Regions from separate parts of the Capsicum annuum genome. Here region 2 is linked to region 1. A link is a contact called in public Hi-C data. All regions are on one chromosome and are shown on one strand. Each heading gives the region's core, a stretch centred on a gene start, on an enhancer-like site or on the middle of the called end of the contact. The rest is flanking DNA. Distances are from core to core; before and after follow the strand shown.

Region 1 (3,324 bases), core at 427-2,926:
GCCTGAGTGAGGAGTGAAGAAATTCTCTTGTAGCTTTCAAACTTGTACATGTAAAACAGATCGCTCTTTACTGTATTCGTTATGATAGTGCTTTACATGTACTTGGTATCAATGCAGACTTAGCTAAAGATAGGTACAATGGAAGAAGAAGATCAATATAGGTGATATCCACTAGTTGATGATAGGGTTTAGACTTGTTAGAGAGCTTCTACTATTATAATCTATTTCTATTTGTATATCTGAGTTATTTTTCACTTTTATGTTATTTAGTATGATATGTGACATGTTATGAGCTTGCATGAAGTGGGGATTCATATAACCCCAACTTGCTGGGACTGAGGTGTAGTCAGGGCCTCAGGGATGAATTTGCATACAAAAATGCGGCACGTGGACCCGTGGCCTCTTCGTAAAACTAGATATTTTATGTATATATTTTATAAAGTTAGTATAATATTCCCTGTTGGCACCTATGTTACAAGAAGACTAAATGGTGCACTTGGTTAAAGGTTGAGTTATTTACTTGGAGGACTAAGGATCAATTCCCACTAAATACATTTTTTTCCTTCTTTTTTAGGTGGTGCACCTATGTTCTAGAAATGCTAGAATCCCCTCTGGGTGTAGCAGTAGTTGTGGTGCTTTTCGTGCCAGTTGCTTATGTATCTAATGGATGTTTATGTTTATGCCTGTGCCAGTGAGTAGATCCGAACCATCAAGAAAGAGACGCTAACACAGATGAGAGTTCAAGCTCGTATTGTCTAGTGGAAATGTAAGGTATGTGAGTATTTACCATTAACATCTGGGATCAGACGATCATTTCAAAACAATCTAAGAGTCTAGGATGATAGTTTTCTTTTAGTGGATGAGGGGAGAAGGATTATGAGATAGTTAACCAGAAAGTTGCTTAAAATTCGGTGCATCTTTTATATCTCTGGTTATGCTTTCGGTTAAAGGGGATATTGATCTTGCTAATAAAAAACAAAGAGAGCAACTGACATAGACAAGACCTTATCAGGTCTGTGTTTGGTTTCAAAGAATTCAACTAATTATTAGTACTGCACCACTCACAAGATTTTTTACTAGTCCTCTGTGTATGGATCGTCGTGATGCACATAATCAAGATTTTGAAGAAAATGACTCTGAACTTAAAACTAAAAAGCGAAAAAAGAACTTCTACTTTTATTTAGTTTCCGTTATTTCCTCTGTTCCACTGTTTGTTCAGCCGAGGGTCTTTGTGAAACCACCTCTCTACCTTATCAAAGGTAAAGGTAAGGTCTGCATACACTCTACCCTCCCCAGTCCCTACTTGTGGGATTACACCGGGTTTGTTTAGTTGTTTACTTTTATTTAGTTTCCCTTTCATAATCGAAGTCATGGAACTCTTACCCAACTCTCTTTTTAATTTTTTTGTTCAGGAATTTAATGGGGAGGCATAAGAAGCAGTGGTATTTTTGTACAAAAATGTGTAAAGGGTCTACTAATGCCATTTTGGATTCATATTTACTAGACAGATACCTCTTTTGGTTCTTAGAACAACTGCAAGCTGTTATGCTAAACTGATCAGTAAAAGCGTTATTTCTTTTTTCTATATTCTATATTAGCTTAATTGTTCAATGGCTTTGTTCAATGGATACCTCTTTTGGTTCTTAGAACAACAGCAAGCTGTTATGTTAAACTGATTAGTAAAAGAGATGTTTCTTTTTTCTATATTCTATATTAGCTTAATTGTTCAATGGCTTGTCTTTTTTAACTCATTTATGCTGCTATATGTTAATATATAAGTGTTTCCAACATAATTTAATTCATGGAAAATAAACTTCAACCACAAATAAAAATATGAAGAAACAACAATTTGTATTGATAAACGATGTGAGTGCAAATTTGTTCCTCCCTTGATTCTTCTCTCGATTTCCTCCGTAATTCGATGGCCGTTAGTGACGTATTTCTCAAACATAGGATGATTTCTTTATGAATATCTCATGAGTTTGTGGGATATTGGAGATCCCGATCTTTTTACGAATACCCATCGGTTTATGGGATATTCAAGATGTCTGTTTTTGGGAATATGTTACCCTTTAAATAGGCGAGATTTAGGGTAAAGTAGCCTTTTAGAACTCTAACAGAATTTGAATTTTTATTGAAGAGTTTCACAAATTTTAGATGTCTACAAATGCCTCCTACTTCAAAGCTTGTCGAAGTGTAGATTCGATGACGAGTCTTGAAGTACCAATAGAACTTCCATCTTTATGCGGCGGCTACAAATTTGTAGATCTGATTTATGAGAGAAGAGATGAAGGGCAGATTTGGTTCCACTGGGCGTGCCAATTTGTTTCCAACAGAATTTAATTCATGAAAAATAAATTTCAACTACAAATAAAAATATGAAGAAACAACAATTTGTATTGATAAACAATGTGGGTACAAATTTGTTCCTCCTTTGATTCTTTTATCGATTTTCTCCGTAATTTGAGGACCATTAATGACGTATTTCTCAAACATAGGATGATTTCTTTATGAATATCCCATGATTTTGTGGGATATTGGATATCCCGATTTTTTTACGAATACCCATATTTAAGATGCCCGTTTTAGGGAATATGTTACTCTTTAAATAGGCGAGATTTAGAGTAAAATAGCCTCCTAAAACTCTAACAGAATTTAGATTCGACTGTATGGTGGTACCTGATAGTAATGCTGGCACAAAGTTGTAAGTCTACAAATGATTTAATTCACCTCTTTGAAACAATACATAAAAAGAAAATCAGTCATTTTTTTGAAATCTGTCATGGTCTATCGGAAAACACCTCTTTACCTTCACAAGAAGGGATAATGTCTGTGTACATACCATACACTCTCCACATTCCCCTAGTGACATTACACTGGATATGTAGTTATTGCAAGTGTTAGTCGACACTGAAATTGAAAGTAGAGTGTACATGGATTCATGACATATAATTAAGGAAAAATTACAGAAAATAGTTTACTTAAGACTATAATTACAATAAATAGCAATACTTTTGTAAAATTACAGTTTATAGCAAGAGTAACATTATTTTAGTCATTAATTAGGCAAGTGCATGTTTTACTGTCACTACTTTACATTTTCCTATTTTCATTCCTCTATTTTACCACCCCAAATATAGCTATATCTTTTACATCTTTTTTTTTCATCTTATTTTTTTATTATTTTATTTTATTTTCACTTTATTTTCTCTCTTCTATTTCTCTTCTTTTTTTCCTTTTTCCTTTTTTTTTTTATTTTTTTCTCCTTTTTCACATTTGAAGATAATTATCTCCATCATCTTCAAGATTTCAAAATAAAACATC
Region 2 (3,324 bases), core at 407-2,906, 180 kb after region 1:
ATAAAAAATTATCTTAATTAATTGCAACTAAATATTTGAAGTAAATTAATTTTATTATTTTAATTGACTTTTATATAGAAAATTAATATTTTTATTTATTTATTTATCATAGTAAATTTAAATTTTAAAATTATTTTTTTCTTATATAGAAATACTAATATTTAAACTGAACTTTAAATTTTTAATGTAAAAAATTAATAAATTTAATTTAATAAAATAAATTTCTAATGAATATTTTCTTAGAATTTATGTTGGGTCAATATGTATCGAGTTAAAAAGAAATTAAAAAAATATATAGTAAAATTTTATTATTGTGAAAGATAAATACAATGCACTATCCAATAAAGTTTAATAATATCATATTTTGCATATGCAAATATAGCATCCCGTATTTAATTAATATACTATTTCGGTGAATTGTCGATGATCACTATTAGATTTGATAAAATTATATTAATTTTATAGTTAACATAATCAGTCGCTCTTAATTAATTATTATGAGTCATCTAGGTATTAAGAAAATAAATAATATTTAATGAAAAATAAAATAGACATAAAATGCGAAATTTACTATTAATGTTTTAAATTAAATTTTCGTCTTTCGAACAATGATTTTACTATATCACTCCTTATTATAAGTCATTTATGTATTAGAAAAATAAGAATAACAAAATGATATGTCATCATAAAATATTTGATTGACTATCACAATTATATTAGTGCCACATAAATTGGGACGGGACAGAAGAAGATATAAAACAACATATATTATTTGAAAATGAAATAAAAAGTACTGTAAATAATAATAATTAACAAAAAAAATTAAAAATTTCTTGATTTCTGCTTCAGCTGCTTCAGTCGTGATTTTACTATATCACCCTAATTAGTTATTCTGGTCATTTAAGCATTGTGGCACATAAGTTGAGATAGAAAAAATATTATAAATCACAATGACAAAAAATTTAAATTATTTTAAAAATATAATTAGCTATGATTGACATAAAAACTCTGGACAAGGAGAGTAGCATATATTATTCAAAAATTACTTAAAAAGTATAATAAATTACAATTGTTAACAACTTAAAATATCTAAAAAAAATTAATATGTTATATATTTTTAAAAAATTACATGAAAAATACTAGAAATCACAATAATCAACAACTTAAAAAATTTAAAAGATATAAAATATTTAGTTGGCTCTTGAAATTATATTAGTATCATTGAAATTGGAATAGAAGAAAAGTATTATAAATCACAATAATTAAAAACTTAAATTATTTTTAAAATATAATTGACTATTAATGCCACAAAAATTTGGACAAGAAAAGTAACGTATATTAATTTGAAAAATACATAAAAAAAATTATAAATTACAATAGTTAACAACTTAAATTATCTAAATATATTAAAATAACATATGTTGAACTAATGCAAGATTCCGGATGAATTTTAGAAAACATATGTAATCCTTTTATTAAATTTTTTTATTTAAATATATATAAAGATTGAAAAAATAAATAAATATTTTAATGTTGGACCCGTGCTGATACGGGACATCATTCACTAATATATAAAGATAAATTAGTAGTACTACCAAACGTTTATATATTAGTGGAATAAAAAACGATAAAGTGGACTTTACTATCTGTCATATGGGTTAAAGGAACAATAAACGATACTTCGGCAACCAATAGTGTGGCTATAGTTTAGTGGTGAGAATTTCGAATCCCAGCCAGCCACACTCATTTTCTCCCTTCTTATTTTCAAACTCACGATATTCCCAAAACGACATCGTATAACAACCAACCCCCTAAGTAGGTTAAATAGCTCCAAAAAATCCGATCTAGTCATTCTCTCGAACATCGTAGCTCGCTCTTTTGGGTACTTCGAATTCTATACCTACCAATTTTCCGTTTGGTATCACTGTAAGTTTCTACTAAAAATCATCCTTGCATTATTCGATTTCATTGTGGAATCCGTTTTTATCCAAGAAAAACTAAGTCAGTTTATTATTATTATTTTGAAAAAAAAATTTCGGGTCAAAATCTTGAATTTCGTAGGTGATTTAATTGTTATTTTGTGGAATGAATGTTTGATCTGTTGCTTGCTGTTGTTTTTGGATTGTTATACCTGAGTGAATTAATTATGGTAATCCCGGTAATTTATGAATGACGTATATTTTATCAGAATGTGTTGGGGGAAAAAGAGAATTGTTCCTTCATTTTTCTTAATAACAAGCGAATTATGTTGAATAACTAGATTATGGATGATTATGAAAGTTGCTGCCACATGAGCAGGAGGTCACGGGTGGGTGGGTGGGTTGAGGCTGTGAAAACAACCTCTTGTAGAAATGCTGGGTATGACTGTGTTGTACGATAGATCCTTGTGGTCCGATTCTTCCTCGAACCCCGCGATTAGAGGGTGCTTTAATTCACCAAGATGCCCTTTTTTCAAATTAAACTGTGGATGGAGGCTATCAGTGGCGGATCGAGGATTTAAGGATCGTGGGTGCTCGGGCGGTTCGAACACATATATTGACGTTGAGGTTATGCCTGAAAACAAAAGCATCCTGGTATCTTCTTTGTTAATACGATGCTTTTCTAAATCTTATACCAATTTTTATATTTTTCTGTGTCGAATTTAATGAGTGCCGGAGCACCAAATATTTGGCTATAGGTCCTCCCCTGAAGGCTATGAAGATAAATCAAATAAAATTTGAGATTCTATATTGCTCAAGGATCCTCGAGCCTAGAGAGGGATCCAGGATTTGAAAGTTTCGTTGCCACACTGCTTTGAAGAATAGTGTACATTGCGTTCGGCCTAATCTATATCAATGTTTAAAGAGAATAAGTATAATTTAACATCCATTATATGCGCACGGAAGAGCTTCGCTCACTCGTTTATGTCTTTATGAGCTTTATTGGAGGTCGAGGGTCCAAACTTGGCTGTGAACCATTTTTTAGAAATAAATTGAAAAAAATAGCTTAAATGGAACACACACTGTGGGATTTGAACACATCCACAAGAACAAAAGCTTGGCATTCCACCTGTGGCACTACGTGCCTCATTGTTTGTGGGTGCCAAGACAAAGCTTTATATATTTCCTATACATACATACATATACGAAGTTTCAAACAAGACTTCCGGGTGCCACGGCACCCCCTCCAATATACATAGATCCGCCCCTACTTGAGCCGGGGGTCTATCCAGTGGCGGATCCAGGATTTTTGTTAAGGGAGTTCGATCAAAAACATTATAAAGCAAAGTGGACATTTGCTAAATTTTAACCTGCCTTATCATGCCTTTTTAACATTTCTTCTCAG

Evidence for each region. A called contact is a pair of places that touch in the nucleus more often than the background predicts.
Region 2: a contact with region 1 is called in a Hi-C map of leaf, with 2.7 times the contacts expected there. The contact joins the promoter of LOC107842987 here to the enhancer-like site in region 1. A contact is called at or near these places in 2 of 5 Hi-C or Micro-C datasets (leaf and placenta).

Annotation. Positions count from the first base shown.
Region 1 is chr9:24,111,360-24,114,683 of UCD10Xv1.1, forward strand. It overlaps LOC107842982 (kinetochore-associated protein KNL-2 homolog), which reads left to right. Exons shown (of 8, transcript XM_047396165.1): 7 at 693-766; 8 at 1,413-1,704. The coding sequence ends at 727. Among protein-coding and RNA genes, the nearest start is that of LOC107842982, 13 kb to the left of the region's middle. Within about 2 kb of position 1,677, at least 2 of the 5 cell types and tissues checked have an H3K27ac peak or open chromatin away from gene starts, as enhancers often do. A contact at or near this core is called in leaf, where this site is marked.
Region 2 is chr9:24,287,525-24,290,848 of UCD10Xv1.1, forward strand. It overlaps LOC107842987 (dolichyl-diphosphooligosaccharide--protein glycosyltransferase subunit 4A), which reads left to right and starts at 1,657. Exons shown (of 2, transcript XM_016687103.2): 1 at 1,657-1,926.